2 separate regions of the Mus musculus genome follow, and region 2 is linked to region 1. Evidence: chromatin contacts called from public promoter capture Hi-C data. All regions are on one chromosome and are shown on one strand. Each heading gives the region's core, a stretch centred on a gene start, on an enhancer-like site or on the middle of the called end of the contact. The rest is flanking DNA. Distances are from core to core; before and after follow the strand shown.

Region 1 (5,947 bases), core at 1,314-3,813:
CCAAGCCAAGGAGATAAGGACAGAGCCCTGGAAAAGCAACAACTTTGGCGGCAGGAGGCTCCATCTGGCTCCCACAAAGTCCCTACCACCACCTAAGAACATACCCAAGACAATGTTGCCCTTTCGACTCTTCATGCATCTAATTGCAACATAGTAAGAATGGCTTCCAATAAAGCCTCACCTGGTACATCCCCACTCCTACAGGTCTCTAAAGAGGATGGGGCTCTAAGTTAATCTATGACCTGCATAGGTATGCTAAAAGTCACAGAGATACTAGAAAGGAAAGGATGGCTGATTAATGTGTGACTATAAGTTGACTCCAACCCCAGGCAGCGAGGAGCTGGGGCTTGCTGTGCTTGGTGGTAGCATGGTCAGAGATGGGACTTGCTTGCCTGAAGTGTTCTCTAGTTATGACCTGAAGGGCCTAGGTGTTCTAACACCCTCCCTATAATTATCCATAACTGAATCTATAGTACCTATGCTAAGATGCTAGCATCAATTTGCAGAACACACTAGGTTGTGGTAAGATAAATATTTCTATGGACATAAACATCCAAGGAGTTTATGTTCTTTCTCAAAGGCTGATATTAGTTATTATCTAATACATTTACATATATGATAAAATTTAAGATACGTTATATTGTTTATTAGGCATAGAGAGACTTTTTCTATAATGGGGCAGAAAGAAATTGTTTAAGCCACTGGGCATCTGGAATTATTCAGCTCTGCCTTTTAGTATGACAGATAGTATGGAAATGAGTATACATGGTTGTATTCTAATAACACTTTTTAAAAGGAAAACAGACATCAGCAGGCGATATTTTGGTAAGAGTTTATCTACCTCTGTAGTATTAAAAAAAAGGGAATTGTGTCATTCAAAAACAGCAGCCTGGTAGATGCAGTTATTACACGTGTATCTCTTTTCTCTATAAGTCCACTAGGGTCTACTAACACACATATATTCCTTCTTTATGAAGACTTTACCGGTGTGTTAATAGCTAATAGCCATAATTCTACAATTCTGATGTTACAGGGCGGAGGAGGGGGAGGCGCATTTTTCTACTCTGCTTAACTAATGCTTCAAAGAATGTTAAAATCTGGCAGTGATGGACACAACGTAGTCTAGAAAGCACCAAAGCAATACTATGACAACAAAGAACTTCTCCTTTTCCTAGATGAGCAACACTAGATTTTCTGAAGTTGAGTTTTAGATTAAAACAAACAAACAAATAAACAAACCAAAAACTACTAGCAAAGCACTAAAGTTTAAATGTATTATAAAAACACAGGCCTGCTAAAAATTTTTAACCTCTTATAATTTTTTTCCTTTTTCCTATATCACTAGTGTTGGACATCACTATGTGCACCATAACACCTGTTTTTTTTTTTTTTTTTTTTTACAAAGGTGCAATGACCCATATACACGCTGGGTCTTCATGCTTGCAAGGTCAGCACTTTAGAGACCAGCCATTTTTCTAGCCCTGGGTTTCAGATTTTAAGTCTCACTATTTAAACTGGAGACCATCCGTTCCCCTGGCTCACCTAAGTCCTGGGCTTACAGGCTTGCCCCATGTCTATCTGATTGTAGTTGTTTACAAGGCATACAGGTTTCTCTTTAATTTACAAGTTTCTTTTGATCTACTGAAAAGTTCTGTTGAAAACAAATAACAAAACCCCAAATAAATAGCGAACAAACAAAAACTTTTGTCTGGTACTCCACATGCCACTTCTTTGTTATATTTGAAGGCATGGAATAGGAAAACAGAGAGTGACCTCAACAATAAATGAGGCACTGCCAGGGGATCCTTACAATTAGGTTTTGGGCAAGTTGGCTAATAACTGACTGATGGATAAGCAGATGTCTTCAATTTTTAAGACATCCTGATTTGTAAACCGAGGAGAAAACGTTTGACTAGCTGCCTCACAACTCCAGTATTTCAAGACAGCCAACACAGCATTGCCACCCACAATTAGAGCAGTCAGTCACTCATGGGCTGGGGAAGTAGCTTGGTGGTAGAGCGACTTCATTGCCCAGCCCTGGGTTGCATCTTCCAGCACCTGTCCCAGCACAAGTGAGTCAGAGTCAAACACCAGTGTGGTAGGCACAGCAGGGGCTTCCGCTCCCAATTCTCCTCTCTAGATCTTTCTCTATCCCTGCAATAATCCCAACAGTCCTCTCACCCCGGCTTCGGGTGTTCATCTGCTGTAACCCTTCCTGCCTTTTCCCAGCAGACCCAGACTTTCTCAGCTCCCGCGGACTCCCCGTACTTGACCCATTCGAGGGACCTGCGCCACTCTGGAGCAGTGTCCCTAGCCCGGGGCTTGGCTCTCCCGGCATCCCAAAGACCCCTCCGTGCTGACAGCCCGATGGCTGCAAACTCAGCCCTTCCTTCCTCGCCTGGGCTCCCTCTTGGACTGTCCCAGGGTGAGTTTGCCAGGAGCGAGAACGTGTCTACCTCAGCAGGCCAATCCCTCTACGTCGGAAAACCAGAGCAGGAGGCGAAGACCCTTTCACAGACCTCTCAGTTGGCAGCGGCTTAGAGAGAATAGTCCTCTAAACAGGAAGAGGCAACGGCTTAGGCCGCGGGGGATGGCGGGGGATGGAGTCCTAGGAAAACACAGTCCACCGCTTCTGTGAAAGCGCCGCCATCTGAAACTACAACTCCCAGAGGGCTCTGCAGCAGCCGGCCAGCCTATCAAAGAACCCCGCCCTCCAGCTCCGGAGGCGGGGTCGCTGAGCAGGTGCTCGAACATCTGACCGGCTGGGTTGTCTTCTCCTCCCGAACTACCTAGGAAGAGAGAAAAAGAAGAGATCTCTTTAGGTGCTTTACAGCATCACAGGCCACGTGAGAACAAGATGATGTGCCTGACGTCCCTGGTGACGTTTTTCTCAGGCTTTCCTGGCTCGTGTTATGTTCTTAGGTCACGCCCTTGGATCCCGAGGGAAGCTGGATTGGGGTGGAATGGGGGAGTTGTTAATGAGCATTGATTTTTCTCCTGTGGTCTTCTTGTTTGTTTTGTGTTTGTTTTGGTTTGTTTTTTGTTTTGTTATTCGAGACAGTTTCTCTGTGTGTCCCTGTCTGTCCTGGAACTCACTCTGTAGACCAGGCTAGCTTCAAACTCAAAAGATCTGCCTGCTTCTGCCTCTGCCTCCTGAGTGCTGATATTAAAGGCGAGTGTCACCAGTGCCAGGTCTGGGTCTCTCTCTCCCCCTGGCCCTCCCCCTGTCCCTCCCCTCCCCACCCCACCTAAAGTCAATGTATGTTGGTAATGAAGTCATCTCATGGTAAGATCCCTAAGACTGATATGGCATGTCTTAAAACCAGGGCTCTATAAAGAAAGCTAACATTCAAAAGCAATGTGCTGTAATGTGATCAAGACCCCAAGACCTAAACTTATCAAATAGTAATGAATTCCAAGAATTTTACATTTATCATTTTGTAAAGTCTTTGGAAACTTCATGTTTTACCTATTTTTACCGATAATGAAACAGTCTTAGAAAAGTTGTGACATGGCAAGGCTAGACAGACTTTCAAGTGGCAAAATATCTGGAATTCAAACCAAGGTCTTCCAAACTCTGCTCTCAAACTCTTCTAAATATCCGCTCTGATACTGAGGGCTTAAAATTGCAAGTAGTAGTGAATGGTGCCTTTTAGGGAGATACAAGTTATTTTGTTGACAGTGTTCTTGTTCCAAAAGGCTTACAACTGCATCTGGCTGTACATCTGCATCTGCATTTGAAAATGAATGATACATGATTTTTGTAAGTCTCTGTAATAGGAAAATTTTCTTTTTCCTTTCTTTTTTCTTTTTTTCCTGAATTCCAGTCTGAGAAAACAGTTTTAGTCAAGATTGGAAAGAGCAAAATAAATAAGCACCTTACAACTGCTGGAGAGATACTTAAAACCACAGTAACAAAATTGCTGAATTTGATAAGGCAGCTCTGGCCAACTCCCACTTTCAGGTAGTGGTGACCTTAAAGATGGCAGTCTACATTCTTGACGAAGGTCACTGGCACCAGAGGGAGAAGAGACCTTCTCAAGAAATTGTAACTGCCTAGTGTTCTTGAAGGTTTCCTACAAGGTTTTACCTTGGTTTTATGGGCAAAACCTTGGTTTCATGGTTTCTTGGCTCACAGGGCAGTGCTTGTCCAAATATTTGAACACATAGTCATAGCTACAGGCACAAGGTCTCAGTTCAAGCAAGAAATAAACAGACTAGTACTGTGCCAGGTTTCCCACTAAGAAATCCTTAATAATACATTCATGTACTATAGAATAAGATTTAAAAATTTCTCAAGATACAGATAGATCAACAATTGAGAACAAATTCTAAGACACACTTAGCTTGAGTTTCCATTGCTGAAAAAAAAAAAAGCAAGTCGGAGAGGAAAGGGTTTATTTGGCTATATCAGTTTTCATCAGCAAAGGAAGTCAGAACAGGAACTCAAACAGGGCAGGAACCTGGAGGCAGGAGCTGGTGTAGAGGCCATCATGTACTGCTGACTGGGCTGCTCCCCATGACTTGTGTAGCCTGTTTTCTTACATAACCCAGTACCACCAGCCCAGGGATGGTACCACCCACAATGGGCTGGGCCCACCTACATCAATCAGCAATAAAGAAAATGCCCTACACACAATACCCAGGAACATGTAATGGTCAAGCAGAGAAGGAGGCCTCTAAAGGGAAGATTCAGAATGATTTGCTCGGAGCAGTAGACGAGAACAGCCAGGAAAAGCCAGGGAGGAGAGTACAGTTTTTCATGACTGTTTGGTTTTTATTTTTATTTATTTTTATATTTTTAATTACAGTCTCTGTATCCCACATTGACCCAGAACTTGCCCTGTGACCCAGGATGGCCTTGAACTTATGACCCTTTTGCCACCTAAATGCTAGTAGTAGCAGCAGCAGCAGCAGCAGTAGTAGTAGCAGTAGTAGTAGAACCTGAATCACCGGGCCTAGTTTTTTCATCTGTTTTTGTGGAAAGTTTAGCTATATACAGATGTAGAAAGTATGGGGAACCTCTATGTTTCCATTACTCATAAAAAAAAAAAAACAAATAATAAAGAACCAAGTCTCATGTCCTCTATAACCACATCTTGGTATATCTAAAATACAGAGACTGTTTTTAAGAAGTCATAACCTCCATATCAGCATACCTAAAACATGAATATTCGCTTAACATTGTTTAGTATCTAGTCAGTTAATATATTTCCTGAAGCTGTGGAGATAGCTCAGTTGGAAAAGTGCTTCCCCACAAAGCACAGAGACTTGGATTTAATCCCCCAAAACCACATCATAAGAAAAAGCCCAGACTCATGATGGCATGTGCTGGTGATACCAATGCTGGAGATACAGACACAGGTGAAGCCCCAGGGCTCACTGGCTGGCCAGGCTAGCCAGCTGATCAGTGAGAGACCTTGCCTCAGAAAATGAGATGGATGGCTCCCAAGGAAGGACACCGAGGATGTTCCAGGCTTCCATGCATATAAACATACACACATGCTCCCACATAAAAAAGCATGCCTTCACACACACTCAAAATAAATATCTCAATTTTTGTTTTTGAGATCGGTTCTCACTATGTAACTCTGAACTGGCCTAGAACATGCTTTGTAGACAAAGACTGGTCTCAAACTCATAGAGATCTGCCTACCTCTGCCTCCTGAGTGCTAGATTAAGGACATGTGCCACCATGCCTGGCCCAGTTTCTTGCTTTGTATTATAAACTTTATAGCTGGTAAGACTCTGGACCCACACGTGTTTGATTTGTCTCTTCTCTCCTGAGACATTTTTTCCCAGTAACATTTCCTGAATTTTGTATTTTATTGTCTCTGCATCTGTGCTGAGACATAACATCTTCTGTTTCTTCTATTTGCCATGAACTGGGAGTTAAGTCTAAGAATTTGATTAAAGCTGAAGTTGAGTTTGAAATCAAACCTCTACA
Region 2 (5,767 bases), core at 30-2,529, 610 kb before region 1:
ATGGAGAGAGACAGACAGACAGACAGACAGACAGACAGAGAGAGAGACAGACAGAGAGAGAGACAGAGAGAGTCAGAGACACAGAGACAGAGAGACAGAGACAGAGAGACAGAGACAGAGAGACTGAACACTGAAAGCTCATGGTATGTTATACACTTGAGGAATTTGGCTGCAGAAGCCTTCATATCTCACCTGATTATCGCTTCTTCTTGTGCCGCCACCAGGAAATAGCTCCCCACTGAAGGAATGCAGAAAATGTTGCTATCATATGGCTTTATGGCATTATAGAGGTCAAACCACCTCTGGCATTCCCAAGGCCTTAGTTCATAAAAGGAGGTAGTCCTCAGAGTCCCTCCCAGGTCTGACATTCCACAATGACTTGAATCACTGGGCCATTCATTGTACCTAAACTTTTACAGAGCCCTTGCAGTAGCCCAGAGCACACAAAGATGACTCTCTTCATAGCCAAGATGGGGATTGTCCTAATCGTCCCATTTTGATAAATTCTAAGGGTCAGACACCCTATCTTCCGTCTATATTGTCTCGGAATTGAGTATCTTCCAGGCCACTGGCTGGAATGTGGACCTGTATACCATATGTGGTGAAAATCCACATAGCTGGTCTGAATGGTGGGCTGTTTCCCACAGACCCACTCGTGAGATTTGCATGGAGGTCCCACACAGAAGCCCGGCGCTGAGTCACAACACTCCTGTGTAGCTTATGGCATTCAATACGTGAACTTCTCGGTGATAGGACAACTAGACATTGTCTCCAGCACCCTCCCCTGCTGAAGAGCCCGGGGTTCAGACACAATACCAACAGGCCCCAGGCCTCGTTAGGGAAAGCAGCAATTCTGCTGAATATGCATGCTAACACAAAGCTGCCTTCTGGATAAAGAAACGTAAGAAGCCACACGAGACATTTGGGGATCTCTCAGAAATGCAGAGAAGAGAGGAAATTGTTGAGCTGAGCTTTCCAAAGACCCATTTATCCCTGTTTTGCTTTCCCCTTCTTCAACCCACATATATGACTAAGTCCTACTTTCTCCCTGCAATTGGGTGAGAGGAGAGTCCCAGGGAGAACACCTCTCAGTCATGCCCTGCCGGACCCCTGCCTGCCCTACTCCAGCCCCAGCCCCAGCCCCAGCCCCAGCCCCAGCCCCAGCCCCAGCCCCAGCCCCAGCCCCAGCCCCAGCCCCAGCTACCAGAGTTTGTGCTCCCTCAGACATTTCTGAGGCCTGCTGGCTTTTCCACAACCCTCTCCCGCCTGCTTGTGATCCACGTGTCTCTGGTGCCACCTGCAGGAAGTAGAGCGCAGCTGCGTTCCTAACCCCGAGGTAGTCCTGATGGAGAGAGAATGAGATGTATTGGATACAGTTACATGAAGAGGTCTATTATGAGTGCTCAGAGATGCTGAAAGGTTTCGTGAAAGGTGGAACAAGAGATAGAGGAAGGCTGATAATGCCATTTGAAGGATAGAACCACCCTAGATGGGAGAAGCATCCTTACCTCGTCCAGAGACTGAAATGTCATTGTCATGCCCAGAATGGACAGACGGCTTGCTAAGAGGAAGAAAGACCAGGTGTAAGGACCGCGCCAAAGAGTTGGGATTTGACAAGTATCTCTTGTAGGGTAAAAAGATCTTAAGATTAGGGAAGGGAGTTCTAGAATTCGGACTTGTCTGGGAAAAAAGTGAGGGAGGAGGAGAGAGGGGGAGAGAGGGGGAAAGGAAGAGGGAGGAGAGAGTTGGACAACATCCAAACGCAGGGAGGGATTTGCTAAGAAAAAAGCAGAGGTGCACTTAACCAGAGTCTGTTCACTACTCCAGGTACAGGGCCCGGAGCTCAGAAGCCTCTACTTTCTCTATGCTATGAGAAGCACAGAGACCTGCCAAGTGTGCGACGTGGAACACTGGCCTGGGAGATTTGGACTTACTTTGTCTGCTCTAAAAACAAACAAACAAACATCTCACCTCTGGGATGGTGAGACTACTTGGTGGTTAAAAGCACTTTTTGCAAAGCCCAATGATCCAGACTTGATCTGCAGGGCCCACACTGTGGGAGGAGAGTGCTGACCCCACAAGTAGTCCTCGCCATCCCCTGCATGCTATGGCGTGCACCCCCGCCCATTAATGCAAGTTTTAAAACTAAATTTTAAAAAATCCTGCCCTGGGTCAGTCCTCTATCTTGTCTCTGTGTCTGATGCAGGATTTACACTAGTGAGGATTTTACTATAAAGCCTCCAGATAACCACTAAGACATATTTAACTTTGTGGGCGGCATTTTATGCAAATAAGCAAGGGTGGGTTTTCTATTCTGTAGAAGTTCCAGGTCCTGTTTAAGCACTCTTCGTACTATGTGTGTGTGGGAAGCCACATGTGCCATTGCAGGGTGGTGCTGGCTACCGCTGGCCACCACACATACATAGGCAGTAAAGTTTTTTTGCCAAGATGAGGTTTTGAGAATTAACCAAAATTAACCAATCAGATGAGAAACAAGTTAACCAATCAGATGAGAGACAAGTTAACCAATCAGATGTAGGCATGCAAATGAGGTGGTAAGCACAACCCATGCATAACCAATCCAGGTGTGAGACACGCCTCTCCTAGGCCTATATAAGCAGCACCAGTTCTGGGCTTAGGGTCTCTTCGCCTCTGCAATCAAGCTCTCCCAATAAACGTGTACAGAAGGATCCTGTTGCAGCGTCGTTCTTGCTGGCGAGTCAGGGCACGCGCAAGATATGTGTATATAGTGTGTGAAGTCCTTAAAGACCCTGGAGCTGATACCCTTGTGCAACTGTGTTTTGAATAAAGCCAGCACAGTGTTAAACATAAGGACAGGCAGTGCTGATCATGGGTTTCTGACTGTTTCTGGGTGGCTTTTAGTTTTATTTTTTTCTGACTGCTGTAACCTACGTTTTTTTTTTTTTTTTAAGTAGATTGCCTTGAATAGATTGAAGTGTTGTTAATAATGATTAAAGATTAGAGACAAGGAATTATCCATGGAGATTTAGATTGCCATTTAGAATCCAACGTAGTCAGTTATATGTCCATGAATTAATGAGGTATGCATCACTACTAGAATGAATACTGAAATAATGTTATACATGGTAGTCATGAAGTGTCTACGGGTTGTGGTGTGGGTATACTTTATGGTGTGTATTTAAGGTCCGTGAGCTGATGCTTTTGTTGAGCTTATTTTGATCCGCAGTGGGGGGACTCGAGGTACACACCTAGCTGCTTTCACTTTTTCCTTCTGTTTCTGTGGTAACACATACTACCGTAATCTCTGTTATATAAACATCTTTAATCAATTTGACACACAGACAACATGGCACTGACTGTTGCTAAAATAGAAACAAACCATGATATTGTTCACTCATGGTTAGCACCCATCTTCCTTTCAATGGAGACTAATTGGAAGTCGACCTTGCAACTTTGTCTCCAAACTGCCAAACTCCCTCACAACAAAAGACATTTCAATGCTGGGCCAGACCCTGGTGGCACACACCTCTAATTCCATCTGCCATCAGTGGATCTCTGTGTTCCAGGAGAGGCTGGCCCCATAGAACAAGCTCCAGGGCAACCAGAGCTACACTGAGAAACAGTGTGTGTGTGTGTGTGTGTGTGTGTGTGTGTGTGTGTGTGTGTGTGTGTTGTGGGTGGGAGACTTTCAAAAGTATGCACGTTTCTCCAGACACGTGTACAGTGTTTAATTCACTTAGTGGCTCTCTGGGATAAATACTATTAGTAGCTCTGTCTTCAGATTCTGCGGGCCCTGCAGTTCTTACACTACAGACTCACTTTCTTACACAATATTCTCTTCCAGGCCAGTTCCTCATTTTAAATGCACACATCCATCAACACAGTGGTTGATGTCAAATTCCAAATGACCACAACCCCTAGTGTAAAGTCAATTTACAAAACACCTTGCTTCCTGTGGTCTGAACTCTTGGAGGAAGACTCTGAAAGACACAGAGAGCACATAGTGAGTGCCAACAGGATGTAACCCCATATCATATATGACAGCCCTAATCAGACCCCCTGTATCTGGGAAATTGTGGAGACTTGTGTCTTTTTACAGCTTTGCTCATTGGCTCTTGGCTAAACAAGAGTCTTGAGAAAAGAGATGTTTGAGCCTTATAACAGCGAATAACTAATACACAAGTCTGAAATACAATATGCAAATGATTGTCGGTTAAGGGTAATTTTTCCTCCCCAGAATATAATTAGCAATTGGAGATTATTTACTGTCATGTCTGCTGGCTTTTCGTGGTCAAAAATATTGATAAATACTCTGCACTGTGCAAGATAGAGATTTCATGTCACAAGAATGATATCTGGTCGGAGATATTAGGATATTTTTTCCTGCAGGAACCCTGATACTCTGTATAGACAGTGAACTCTATCTACTTCTGGGATTCCAGATGGGGAATACTGAGTAGGCCCGCCCTCTAGTGGACAACGTGAATAGTGCAGCTGAGTATTGTCTTTGCAAGAGTTATTAAGTATGTCTTACCCTTTCCGGGTGCTGTCCTTCTCTCCCCACCCCCACCCCCGACCCTCAAACACACATTTAGACATTTACTAAAGCATGAAGCATAGGCCCTCCATGCTGTCTGCTATATCAGCGTGGCTACCTGTACAGGTCTAGCCAGCACAGCGGCAACTTCCTTGTTCTCCTTAGAGTAGCAATGAGAGTAGCCACACCCCGTAGCTGCTCCATCTTACCACTGACTTCATTCCCAGTCCACTGGAGAACGGAGGTCTGCTGGATGGTTTTCCATCAACTTGCGCTGCCTCAGAGAGTTGATGTTCAAAGTCAGCCTTGAGAAAGAACAGCTCACGTGCCTCTTCATTCCACCAGTAACTCCATCATTGGCACTGCAGTCTAAATCAAGGCATTCAGCATCGTTTACCACCCACATACGCAAAAGCCATTGTTCCTTCCTAAGACCACACGTGTTGCAGAAAGACCAAGGCCTGCACATGCTGATTCAAATTATTACCCATTTTCTCTAGCGTCCTCTCTTTGCCTACGTGTTAATTCAACTGGGAATGTTTATTCTAGATTAGCCTAGCCCTTCACATGAGAAACCATCCAATCAGGTTTGTCCATGCTTCAGCCTTTGGGCTGCCTGCATCCCGCAATAGCTGTGAATATGTCCCAACACATCTGTAGATGATATCATATCAAAAGTTTAGATGCCTCTACTAACATCAGCGTTTGAATCTAAGCTACTTTCTCATGGCAGCGAGGAGGAAGAAACATCTCAAGCTCTCCAGAAACTAAAAGCTAAAGTTGAAGAATTCACAGAGCCATCTTAAAGAATAATATACCATTGGGGCTGGAGATGTCGCTTGATAATAGGGAGGATGCTTAGCCAGCAAACAAAATGCTGGTAATGATGGCGGCGGTGGTGGTGGCGGTGGTGGTGGTGGTGGTGGTGGTGGTGGTGGTGGTGGTGGTGGTGGCGGCGGCAGCGGCGGCGGAGGTGATGGTGGTGAGAGACCTAACCGATGATGTGCTTGTTTCAAAATAATTTCTCCAGTTTCTAGGAATCAGGACTTTAAAGGCTGGAAGTACTGCTCAGCAGTTAAGAGCACTAACTGTTCTTGCAGGGTTGCTGAGCCGGGTTCCCAGCATCCACGTCAAGTGGACCACAAACATCGGTTAACTCTTGATCCAGGGGCATCCGGTGCCTCTGGCTTCCGGCTGGCACCCATACACAAACACATCCACGTACACACAATCAGAAATAATCATTCT

Evidence for each region. Promoter capture Hi-C pulls out the DNA fragments that hold promoters and counts their contacts.
Region 2: a contact with region 1 is called in a promoter capture Hi-C map of hippocampal neurons, with 3 times the contacts expected there. The contact joins the enhancer-like site here to the promoter of Slc38a9 in region 1. A contact is called at or near these places in 4 of 39 promoter capture datasets (the 3T3-L1 cell line, 3T3-L1-derived adipocytes, hippocampal neurons and 1 more), 18 of 484 Hi-C or Micro-C datasets (B cells, the C2C12 cell line, the G1E-ER4 cell line and 10 more) and 1 of 115 datasets of contacts at active chromatin or transcription factors (astrocytes).

What each region holds. Positions count from the first base shown.
Region 1 is chr13:112,657,382-112,663,328 of GRCm38.p6, reverse strand. Slc38a9 (solute carrier family 38, member 9) reads right to left here and starts at 2,563. Exons shown (of 15, transcript NM_178746.4): 1 at 2,457-2,563.
Region 2 is chr13:113,265,508-113,271,274 of GRCm38.p6, reverse strand. No RefSeq gene overlaps it. Among named protein-coding and RNA genes, the nearest start is that of Cspg4b, 25 kb to the left of the region's middle. Within about 2 kb of position 1,279, at least 33 of the 459 cell types and tissues checked have an H3K27ac peak or open chromatin away from gene starts, as enhancers often do. A contact at or near this core is called in cerebral cortex, cortical neurons, embryonic fibroblasts and 1 more, where this site is marked.